Regions from separate parts of the Macaca mulatta genome. Here region 1 is linked to region 2. Evidence: chromatin contacts called from public Hi-C data. All regions are on one chromosome and are shown on one strand. The core of a region is the stretch at or near the end of the contact, and the rest is flanking DNA. Distances in the headings are between cores, read along the strand shown.

Evidence for each region. A called contact is a pair of places that touch in the nucleus more often than the background predicts.
Region 1: a Hi-C map of fetal cortex germinal zone shows a contact between it and region 2, with 7 times the contacts expected there. The contact joins the promoter of SERP1 here to the promoter of PFN2 in region 2. A contact is called at or near these places in 2 of 14 Hi-C or Micro-C datasets (fetal cortex germinal zone and fetal cortical plate).

Annotation. Positions count from the first base shown.
Region 1 is chr2:53,571,353-53,577,768 of T2T-MMU8v2.0, reverse strand. It overlaps SERP1 (stress associated endoplasmic reticulum protein 1), which reads left to right and starts at 3,838. Exons shown (of 3, transcript XM_015131801.3): 1 at 3,838-4,312; 2 at 4,579-4,654; 3 at 5,868-6,416. The coding sequence starts at 4,229. The coding sequence ends at 5,908. It overlaps EIF2A (eukaryotic translation initiation factor 2A), which reads right to left and starts at 3,562. Exons shown (of 14, transcript XM_015131799.3): 1 at 3,519-3,562. The coding sequence starts at 3,546.
Region 2 is chr2:52,992,891-52,999,087 of T2T-MMU8v2.0, reverse strand. PFN2 (profilin 2) reads left to right here and starts at 4,485. Exons shown (of 4, transcript XM_015131794.3): 1 at 4,485-4,937. The coding sequence starts at 4,806.

The DNA.
Region 1 (6,416 bases), core at 2,589-5,088, 580 kb before region 2:
ATTGCTCTAGGCCTGCGTTAGAGAGAGAAAAACACAGGGCTTCAATAAACAAGGATCCTATGGCAGGTGTGTAGTAATCTTTAAAATATGATACTTTTCCCAACTCTTACATTCACTGAACTATGTATTAGTTTAGGAAAATGACTCAATTTTGAACAAATTATCTCTGTGATTTCAACTGGTCAAGCAGATTAGACAATGTGAATTTCATATAATGGACATTGCTGTTTTATGTGCCTAGCACCCAGCTCCTCTTCTTTAGGAGGCTCTCATTTTCTTTTGAGGAGTATCCAGGAGTGAGAATATAATTTAGTCCTGACTACATGATTAAAAGTTGACTGATACAAAGATGAGCCAAGCAAAGTCAAAGGCAGTTAGCCTTGAGATTTTCGCTGAGACTACTGGCAAAAATGTGTTCTTTCCTTTGGAGCTGGGTGTTTGGTTGAATGTCAGTTTAAAGATGAATTTAATCTGGAGGAAAGCAAGAGCCTAGAGATGAAGAAAAACAGATTTCTGGACGGGCGTGGTAGCTCACGCCTGTAATCCCAGCACTTTGGGAGGCAGAGGCCGGTGGATTACCTGAGGGCAGGGGTTCAAGACCAACCTGACCAACACAGTGAAACCCCATCTCTACCAAAAATACAAAATTAGCTGGGTGTTGTGGTGCATGCCTGTAATCCCAGCTACTCGGGAGGCTGAGGCACAAGAATCGCTTGAACTTGGGAGGTGGAGGTTGCAGTGAGCCAAGATCACGCCATTGCACTCCAGCCTGGGCAACAAAAGTGAAACTCTGTCTCAAAAAAAAAAAGAAAGAAAGAAAGAAAGAAAGAAAAACAGATTTCTGAAGCATGTGAGTATCTGGATCTAGCAGCAGTGAGGCTTTTAGGTTATATGAGTTTAAAAAAAAATTCCTTTTTCACCTGCTTTGGCTTGTCATTCCCAATTAAGAGTTGGGGTTAACAAAATTTACTGGCTAATCTGCAAGCTATTCATATCTCTAAAATCCCATGAGTCTAAATTTAACAAAAGATCTTGGAAGTAAAATAATCTACTGTTGAATGAAATATGTACATTGAAAATGCTTAAAAGATTAAACAGTTTGTTCTAGTGAAAGAAAAATGGACCACAGAGTTGAGCAATCTGAATAAGTATGATCCTAATCCTGCCAATCTGCAGCATGAATCTGACCACTTAATCTCTCTGGGCCTCTAAGAATATGAGAATACGAAGAGTACACTGAACAGACAACATTTAAGCTCTTACAAATTCCCTCATTTTAAACACTGTAAGACAATTGTCATCCTTGGTTAATTTACTATAAAGTGGCTATCCTTCATTTAGAAGGATAGTCTAAACAGATAAATCTAACCTAGATCTCTTGTATGCACAGTTCACAATACGGTTTGCGCTCTTATGAGGCTCTAATGCCCCCACTGATCCGACAGGAGGGGCAGCTCAAGTGGTAATGTTCGCCCGGTACCAATCTGGCCCTGGGGGGTTGGGGACCCCTGATTTAGAGTATCTATTGTCTACCAGGCACTGCACTAGTACTGAGAAGACAGATATGAATAAGACCCTGTCCCTGACATTGAAGGACTCACAGTCTAGCAGGGGAGAAAGGCAAGTGAATGTCTAATTATCCTACTTAGCAAGTGAAACAAAATTTCAAATATACTTAAGGTACAAAAATAGCCCAGGAAGTGACTGACTCTATCTGGGTAGCGTGAGGAAAGGCTTCACAGAGCAATGATATCTAAAATGAATTTTAATTTCAACAGATGATAAAGAGTTTGCCAAATCAACTAGAGGCATAGGATAGTACTAGACTGAAGAAACAGGTTGTTCAAAGGTACTCACAAGCAGTTCAGTATTGATGGAGTACAAAATAGGATGGGATAGCAAGGAAATAAATGAGTCTCAAGAGCAATTCAAGGATTATAAATGGTTACATACCCTATGCTACGTGGGATGGAATTTACCCTGTAAGCAGTGAGGAACTAACTACTGTAGGCATTTTTAAAGGAGAGGTTATTTATCAGATTTTTAAATGTCGTATTGTTTTCATTAGAGTTCAAATAAGAATTTAGTATTAAAAATTGTGAATAACAAGCTACCTTTACGAACCTAAAAAAAATTTATTATGTAACTTTGCCCAACAGTCTCTGCCTAGCATATTACCTAGCACATTATAGCCAGCGTTTGATAAATGATGACTAAACTGTAGAAGACAGACTATCAGTGGGCATGGTGCTTAATAATAAAGATTTTAAAATGTAGAAATAGAAACGTAGACTGGCAAAAAGTGCAAAAATGTTTTAAGGTTTCTTTCTTTCTTTCTTTTTATGAGACAGTCTCGCTCTGTCGCCCAGGCTGGAATGCAGTGGCGCGATCTTGGCTCATTGCAACCTCCGCCTCCCGGGTTCAAGCAATTCTCCTGCCTCAGCCTCCCAAGTAGCTGGGATTACAAGCGCCCGCCACCACGTCCGGCTAAATTTTTTTGTATTTTTAGTAGAGACGGAGTTTCACCATGTTAGCGAGGGTGGTCTCGATCTCCTGACCTCGTGATCTGCCCACCTCCGCCTCCCAAAGTGCTGGGATTACAGGCGTGAGCCACTGCGCCCGGCCCTTAAGGTTCCTTTCAGGGGATGGGGGAAAAGGGAGGAAATGGCCTTCCTCCTCAAATGCAGACGTTTCTCTTAATGACTTTTTTGCTTCTGTATAGTTACCAGAACTTAACCAAAGCCTTCTTTTCCTTCCCAATTCTTTCCCTTACATAATACTCACATGCAAATACTCCTAGCCACAACCTAGTAAAGCAACTTCCCCAGCATTGTCCAATCTAAGTTTATTATCTTCTTCAACACTACACACTCTGTCTTCAGCTTCAAAATTTCAAAAGTCCTCTAATGTTCTACTTTTAATATGCTCATAACCATTTCAAAATAAAATGTTGCTAGAATATCTCTATCATGCTCACTGCTATATCCTCTTCCAACCCCACCTTCATCATTTGAAATCTGCATTACAGCTCCACTCTCCCTATTCAGTACTACAAACCCCATTAAGGAAGGCAGGCCAGAATTTGGAATTACTTAAGTCCAGGTGTATTTAATGTGCGTGGTCATTCTAGTGGACTAACTCTGTTTGTCTTTGTCCTTACTGTAGAGCTAAATGACTTCACAAGGGCCCGTGTAACACCAGTATTGCAGACCCAAGTGTCACAAATTCAACTAGCACATTCTGTTTTTCTCCCCCTTCTTCTATCCTGTAGAAGATGAATCCGCAGGCAAGAATGATGGATCAGTGAAAGGGAGGGGGAATACGAAAGCCCAGAGGCGGAGACTTCACTTCCGACTGCCACGCTATATCAAGAAAGCCAAGAGATAGTCTGGCCTTTCCGCAAGCCACAGGAAAAGGCAGATCAGACTTTTCGGGCTCCTCGGGTAGTTCTCAAAGACAAAGACAAAAATAAGAAACTAGTCTGAAGAAAGAGAGTCCCTTGCTTCTTCAGAACTCACCTGTCAAGAGCGGCGTGGACGGCGCCATGTTGTCCCGGAAAAAGAAACCGCTCGGGTGAGAGTTCACGAGGGCCGAACCCGGCCCCTACACGTCTCCTCCTGCGTGGAAACAGCGAGCTGGTGTTTCCGGAGCCATCAGCCTCGGGGCCAATTCACTTCCGGTTGCGGAGTGACGCGGAAGAGGCGCCCGAACGCGCAAGCACAGATCTGGGGCGACGCTTGACCGAGCTTGGGAGGGCTGGACTGGGGCGGGTGCGTCTGCTTTCGCCCTCCTTCTCTAGCAGGAGGGGCGCGCACTTCCGCGGGGCGGAGCCCACCTAGTGCTGACGTTGGCAGCCGAACCCAAAGTAGATCGAGGCGGCGGGCTGCACATTCCCGTTGTTGCGTTGCGTTTCCTTCCTCTTTCACTCCGCGCTCCCGGCGGCGGCCAAAGCGGCGGCGACTGCGGTGCGAGAACGACCCGGCGGCCAGTTATCTTCCTCCCGTGCACCCGCCAGGCTTGGCCAGTCAGTCGGCGACCGGCGCCCGGCTTGTGCTCAGTCCCCGCGCTTGCCGCGCCCAGGCCCAGCGGCCGTAGCCAGCGCCTGGCCTGAGAACCTCGGCGCTCCGGCGGCGCGGGCACCACGAGCCGAGCCTCGCAGCGGCTCGAGAGGAGGCAGGCGAGCGAGCGAGTCCGAGGGGTGGCCGGGGCAGGTGGTGGCGCCGCGAAGATGGTCGCCAAGCAGAGGATCCGTATGGCCAACGAGAAGCACAGCAAGAACATCACCCAGCGCGGCAACGTCGCCAAGACCTCGGTAAGGAAAGAGCGGTCGCCCCTCTGCGTTCCGCAGCCGGGGCACAGTCGGGGTCCCTGGGGCCGCGTCGCGTTTTCTCCCGGATCCGGTCGACTGTGGGCTGTGCTGTGGAGGGGTAGGGGCCCGAGTCTGCGAGCCGCCAGACTGTAGGGGCTCGGGAACCGAAGGGGAGACCTGTGGGTGAGGGGACCGGCCACCGGGGCTGTGGGAGCCTGGGGTCCGAGTGGTTTGTCTGCATCTGAAATGGTGGATTTTCGCTTTTGCAGAGAAATGCCCCCGAAGAGAAGGCGTCTGTAGGACCCTGGTTATTGGCTCTCTTCATTTTTGTTGTCTGTGGCTCTGGTAAGTGTCTTGCGGGCTCCCATCAGGTAGAGTCTTGGGTTGAAAGGGTTTGGGATGACGTGGTGACCGGTCAGTAGTGAGTCCTACCTGCGTAGTTCTCAACCCACCTGCAGAGGACTCCACATAATTCTGTTTCATCTGAACCAAATTACTTGTTCCACATATGCACAGAGGGTAGTGCTCCAGAAACTTCTCCTAGCTTAATTTGTACTCACAGGAGATCAGAAAGGAGGTCAAGTCTTGGTAATGATCGAGTTGGAATAAATGTACGACCGGACAAAACCTAACGGAATGATAATTTAGAATGTTTTTTAGCTTCATTATCAGCCTTTGCAAAGGAACTTATAAATATGTACATACAGATGTTAGCACTTGATTTAACATATACCAGAATTTAATATCTTAATGTCAAAATTGAGTATATTTTATGAAGTAAAGCTTGTGCAAAGAATTGATTCACTGTAGAGGAAATGTACCTGATTGGCATTTTAATGTGAGTCAAATGTTTTTAGGTTAATAAAAGAAACGTTTGACATATGGTTTAAAAAAAATTGTCAGGGCAGCCTGCTGTCAGAGTAACAGACACTTGCCTTTGCAAATAGATTACAAAAAAAAGGTCTTTCTTCTCTTCGTTTATCATCTTAATATGCAAGCTGTTAATATTGAAGTAGATGTTGGTTTTCCACTTTCTAAAGTTACTGAGATTTCTGTTTAACGTTTCACTTTGCCTTTCTTTTGCACTTACCAATTGGAAACTTTCCTGATAAATGGCTGAGAGCCAAGCAGTTTATATAACCTGAAGATTATTGAATTTCAGCTTTGTGAGAATGAGGAAACATGCTTGTATTATAGGCCAGGCCTTAAAAGGATGCTTAATTATTTAGGGATAAACCAAAATAATTCTATGCTGGAAAAACCTGTTTGCTTTGGTGCTTTAAGTTCTTTGTAAAATGATTACTTATCTGGAAGTTCTCTTGGTAATACTTAGACATAAAATTCAGCGAAGCTAAGATTAAAAAAAATAACTCAGGGACATTTCATTGTTTTATTTGTTCAAATAGGCCTATCGTCACTTCTTATTATAATGAAGTTATGTACCATTTGCAAATGTAAGAGTACCTTTGGATTCTTCAGCTACCTTAATTAATATTTGTTAGTCACTGGACCTGTTTTATTCAAAGCTTATTTTAATATTTGCTCTTTCTTTTTACAGCAATTTTCCAGATTATTCAAAGTATCAGGATGGGCATGTGAAGTGACTGACCTTAAGATGTTTCCATTCTCCTGTGAATTTTAACTTGAACTCATTCCTGATGTTTGATACCCTGGTTGAAAACAATTCAGTAAAGCATCCTGCCTCAGAATGACTTTCCTATCATGCTTCATGTATCATTCCAAGGTTTCTTCATGAGTCATTCCAAGTTTTCTAGTCCATACCACAGTGCCTTGCAAAAAACACCACATGAATAAAGCAATAAAATTTGATTGTTAAGATACAGTAGTGGACCCTACTTATTCAGTCAATTAAGAGTAAGTTTTTTTATGTGGTTATTAAAACACTATGAATAATTAGTCTAAGTCTGCATAGACAGGGTCTATATTTTGTTAACCCTAATGTATAAATGCAGTTAGCTTAAATTACAATTTGAAGTCTTGTGGTTTTTATATAGCTAGGCACTTTATTACTCTTGAACTGAAAGCACACTCCCTTATAGGTTCATGTAACTGTCCTGTAATAAGGTGCTTATAAATCGAACAACTA
Region 2 (6,197 bases), core at 3,236-5,735:
TAGGTAAGAAACGTTTAAAGAAATGAAGCATGGAACCACAAAGATGGGGAAGGAATGCCAGAGTATCAGGAATAACTGGGAAGATATGCATAACAATAAAATGGAACTTCTAAAATGAAAAACAGACTTAAAAATTAAAAAAGTCTCAATGTATGGGGTTTAACAACAGATGAAACATACTTGAACAGTGATCTGGAATACACAGCTGAGGAAATTACCCAGAATAGAGCATAGAGAGTAGTAAGAAGATGAAAAAGATGAAAGAAGCTAAGAGATACGGAGAACAGAAGAGGAAACAGAAACATATGTATTCTGAACTCTAAGACAGTAAAGAGAACTGAGAAAAAGGAATTAATTGAAGAGACAGTGACTGAGAATTTCACAGAAGTGATAAAAATCTATTTTCCTAAGTAGAATAAAATAAACCCAAAAGTAGACACATCATAGTGAAACTGTAGAAGAGCAAACACAAAAAGTTTCCAAACTAGCCAGAGGAAAAGAGACAAATCATCCATATGATACAACAGCAATGACAAAAACCAAAATGAAATCGAATAACATCTTCCAAGTGTCCATTTTGCATTGTAGATCAAACCCATTGTTAGAGGATGAAAGTGATATAAATACATTTTCAGATAAAGTTTCTCACCAAGGACCTCTATTAAAGGAACTTCTAAAAGATGTACTTTAGAAATAAAGAAAAATGATCATAGAATGATCTGAGATATGAAAAGGAATGGTAAGTAAAATACAAACATGTAAGTACATATATATACACACATACATAAACAAACATCTGTGTAAGATAGTCTGGAGAGAGGTGCCCAGATTTAAAACATTCTAAGGTTTTTGGATTGTCTAGGGGTAGTGTTTAAGATATTTAACTTAAAACTTTATTGTATTAAATACGCAAGGCAAAAATTTAAGGGTAACACTAAGAGAATAGAAATTGTTAGCATAAATTTGAAAAAAATATAGAAGAATAAGACACACATGCCCCAACTATTTTTCAAAAGCAAGGAAGAAAAAAGCATAGAAAAAAAATGAGACTAATAAAATTAGTTCAAACAAGTCCACATATATGTCAATAATTACAACGAATGTAAATGGAATAAACTTGCCAATTAAAGGTTATATTGCCATATTGGATTAAAAAACAAAATCCAGCTGTGTGAAGTTTATGAGACACAAAAAGGACAGAGAACAGTTGAAAGAGAGGTGGTGGAGAGAAAAGTTATATAAGGTAAACACCAATAAAAAGAGAGCTGGGATGTTTAATATTTGACAAAAATTTTTAAGACAAAAAGCAGTACTGGTGATAAAGAGGGTAACTACTAAATAACAAAGAATAAATCCATCAGAAAGGAAAAATATAACAATTTAAATGTCCATTTTCCTAATAGCCTCAAAATATAAAAAGCAAAAATTCACAGAATTTCAGGGTAAAATGGCCAAATGCAGAATTATAAGTCCTCCTTGTTCTTTACTGTAAAACTCATAAATAAAAGAGTGAATACATTCAAAAGATATTTGTATTAGCTTGTGGGATTAAGGATTTTTCGCCATTTTCTAAACTTTATTGCTGTCATATTGCTTTTATAATTAATATACTTTTTTTCAGAAATGAAGTATACAGGTGAAATCTTTAGATAACAGAGGGTTAATTATGGTTTTACTAAATTTGGGGGTAATCACAGTCTGTAGTTTTAGATCCTGTCCCCAGTGATTATCAGGTTGTGTACATTTTAAAGATAATTTCTTGTTTGAGTTTTGCTAAAATTTCAAATGACTTTTACATGGACTCAAGTGGTTCAGACACCACTGGACTCACACATTAAAGAATGTGGTTTACTACAGTTTCTGCTTTACTCGATAAGAATAAAATACTTCTAGAAAGAATGCATAATAATGCACTCCAAACTTGAATATGCTACTGATTGTTAATGGCTACATTATTCTGGATATTTGTATCAACAACATAGCGACTTTTCTAGACTTCTGCCCAGATATTACAATTATTATCCTAGCCATTAGTTACTCTCAGAAAAGTAGAGAAAGATGCAAATGGAAAATAAAGCAGCATTCAAGGAAGCTGGCTCTAAAGAAAACAAGCACAGGTGGCAGGGTATGGTGGCTCATGCCTGTAATCCCAGCACTTTGGGAGGCTGAGGCAGGCGAATCACGAGGTCAGGAGTTCGAGATCAGCCTGGCCAACATGGTGAAACCCCATCTTTACCAAAAATGCAAAAAATTAGCTGGGTGTAGTGGCAAGCATCTGTAATCCCAGCTACTTGGAGGCTGAGGCAGGAGAATCGCTTACACCCAGGAGGCGGAGGTTGCAGTCACGCCACTGCACTCCACCCTGGCAACGGAGTCTCATCTCAGAAAACCAACCAACCAACCAACAAAAAGGTTACTTTATCACAGTATTGAAAACGGAGACAGCAAATGGAGTCTCTCTGAATATATAACCTAAAAACTGAAACTGTAAAATTTAATCTATTATACAGAATTTTCACAGTTGTTTAAATTTTACTGTTTGCAATTCTAGAAAAATAACATCATGTTGGAAAAGCAGTAATTTAAAATGAATTATATTTTGAAAAATATAGAAAAATGACAGGAATTCTAAATTTTGTGAATATTTTACCCAAGAAATGTGTTTTAGAATCTTTTGAGATTTGCATTCGAAAATATTGTTGGTCCAATTCTTTCACTGTTTAAAGCCAACAATAAAAGAATAGGAAAAGAATGTAGTTACTTCCAACTCTGGGCTATAACAATAAGATAATAACGTCTAGAAATTACACTTTAAAACCTTCAGAGTAAATTAATAAAAATTCAACATACTTCAAGTTATCATCACTTTATTTTTTCCATCATTACTTTTTTGTTTACTGTTTCAATTTATTGAATTATAAATACAATGAAGAGTACAATAATAAATGTACATACAGCTTTATGAATTCTCACATAGTGAGCCTGTGTTACAAGTAATCTATTATTAGCTTTTAAGATGATACAGTGCTATGATCGAAGGACTAAAATGATCAACATCACCATAAAAGGCAGTTATAAACAAGAACAATTAAGTGTAATTAAATTAGGTGGGAGGCACACTTAGAGAAATGAAACAATTTTTGGCTCACATTTTACACCACACAGGTATTCTGTATCTTTAGAACATGAGAAAATACATATTCTCAGTCTGATAGGTCTCCGACTTGGGGGTTCTTTTACTGTACTTTTTTCTCTCTAGTAGCCGAACATTTTAAAGGAATCAGCAGAAAAAACATCAAACTTCAGAACCAATTAGACTTTTAAAAGCAACGTTCTTGCCCTTTCCAGAGATACATGCCTTAATCCTCCTACAAATCATGACCTTACCCGGTAACTTTAAGGGTGAACATCAACTTATCTACATTTTGGCGCTTGCTTTCCCTAAGTGGCAGATGGTTTCTATTAACCTAAAATTGAAGTCCTTGTTGGGGGACCCCTAATTCCATGTCTAGTCCTAGTGCCCAGAGGCTACCAAAGACGATACGAATAGCTTCTCAGGCACTCCACCCACCATTTACCTTGTTAATGCAAATCTCGCCCAGACCTGGGTCCCGAAATTATTTTACCCTGCAGAACAGAAATGTTATGGTGTTCATTCAGTGAACTCGTCCCTAGTTTTTAATCTTTGTATTTTCTGCGTATACTTCGAGCCACCAGTAACTTTCCCAGTTACCAAGAAACAGTGTAACACAGGTTGCTATTTGTTTTGTTCGGAATTTACGAGCCATTTAAGCACACACGTGATTAGCAACACTAAGGGGGCTCTTCCAGGCAAAGAATCCACAGAATGAGAGGCCCTTGGTACCCAAATGAAGCAACAATGAAAGATCGGCGAAGCTCAGCAAGGTGCCTGAGCGCCACGGACGCCTGCTCTGATTTCAGGTTGCCGGCGCGCGCCCGCGGGTCTGCCTTTATGGGCGAGGCGCAAAAGGGCTCCAGGAAAGAGGGCGCCCTTAGGGGCTCGGAGATTAGCGTGGGCGACCCTGCCACCAGCCGCCCCCACCACAAAGAGGAGGAAACGCTCCGCATCCCGTCACCAGGGCAACTCTGCAACCCGACACCAAGGCTCAAGATTCCGCATCCCGGGCAGCGGACACAGAAGAAAAGCACATCGCGGCCCGGCCGCGGGGCTCCAAGGCGTCCCTGCGGCTGCTGTTCCTAGGGTGCCGAGAGCGACGCGGGGGCCACCCCTCTCCGCCGGCCCGGGATCCGAAGATCGGCATCCGCCGCAACGCCACCGCGCCGGGCCGGCGCCTGCCGCACGTGGCGGCCGTGATTGTCCCGGGGCGGTATCCCTCCGCGCCCCCGCCTCAGTCTCCCCCCGCCCTTCCCGGGACCCTCCGTGCCAGGGCGCCGCGGAAGGATCGCACGCACGCGCGCGCGCACGCCCCGCCGTATCCGCGGAGAACGAAGGGCGCTGCGGTAAGGAGCAGCCGCCGCCACCACCACCGGCACAGCCGCTCCGCAGCCTCCCGCCGCTGGTTAGTCAGCCCCGCGGCTGCGGGCGGCCGGGTGGCCGGGCGCGCTCTGAGGTTCGTCCCTCATCGCTGAACCCGCGTCCTCCCTCCGCGGCTCCTCGGGGAGGGGGGCGGTCGGTGCCTGCGCAGAGCCGCCTCCTCCCCGCCCCCGCCCCGCCTTCCCCCGCGCCGCCGCCGCCGCCGCCGCCCGCTACCGCTACCGCCGCCGCCGCCGCCGCCGCGCCTGCTGCTCCTCGCCGTCCGCGCTGCAGTGCGAAGGGCTCGAAGATGGCCGGTTGGCAGAGCTACGTGGATAACCTGATGTGCGATGGCTGCTGCCAGGAGGCCGCCATTGTCGGCTACTGCGACGCCAAATACGTCTGGGCAGCCACGGCCGGGGGCGTCTTTCAGAGCATTACGGTGAGGACCAGTGGCGGCCGGGACCCTGGTCCCTGCACCGGAGTGGGGTTGGCGGGCCGCGGGGGCGCCGCAGCGCGGGGCCGGAACACCGAGGGCCGAGCCCGCAGGTGTGCTAGGCAGCGGGCGCCGAGGATGCGGCTGCCGGGCAGGCTGGGAGGCCGAGGCCCGGAGACGCCCCCTCACCCGGGGCTGCGCTGACAAGCGGGGGCGGCGGCCAGACTCCTTGCTGGCCCTCGCCGGGCGTCCCCGGCGTTCCCAGCGTGGGTCCAGGTGCCCGGGTTGGGGGAGGGGGCACGCACCAGCCAGGGCAAGGGGAGGGTTTCCTTTTTTCCTGCTAGTGCGGTTCCCCTAGGTTCTCTTGAAGCCCTGAGGTTTGCTATGCACGTCCTGGGGTGGAAGCGGGGGTCGGGGATCCGGGCCGGGGAGCGCGGGCCCCGGGTAGAGGTCCCCAGGCTTCTTGGCCGCCTCTTGCTCGGCGGACAGCTAGCCGCCCGCGCCTCCGGCTGTGGGAGGCGGTGGCCCCGACCCGGCCCCCGGGATTCTCGAAGCGACTTTGCGTAGGTTTGCCGATGTCCAGGCCTCTGGGGCTTGCGAGAGATGTGCGCCGACCGCGTAGGTGGATTCGTGAATCTCGACTTCAGCTGTAGCTCTATAGGTTGTTTTTTTTTTTTTTTTTTTTAATTCTCCAAGATGGCGAACTGCCATTGATTTCTCTCCTTCTCATATGGAGATTCATCGATATACGGTTATCCCCAGTTACGCAACATAGCTGAAAAAAGGGGTGCTTTTCGGGGGCTTTCAATTATCTGCGAAGACCAGGAGCACACTTCACTTCTCCAAGTCCCTCCCTCTTTAGTGGTGGCAGTAAAGGAACTAATGCAGTTTTATGCTTCACATTGCCTGATTTTCTTGAGACTTGATGGTTTTGAGTTGGTTGCAGTATGTTTGGGGAATATTTGCAAGTAAGCCTCCAGCTTATTGTTTTGCCTGTTTCTGCCCAAGGCTGTTTCTAAAATTATGGTAATTGTATTAAATACGAGACCATTCCTTTAATTTCTTAGCACCACGCTCACTTCCCATTAAACACCAAAATTCAGGTCCCCTATTATGGGTGCTAATTATTCTTTTGCCACTTAACGTGGTTTAAAGTCTGACTTTAGAACTCAGTCCTTGATGCTAGTACTTTAAGGTCTCGTATACCCGCAGTGGACTACAATTCTTGTAGGGAATTGGCATCTGGTCATCAACTTTTTTCCTGCA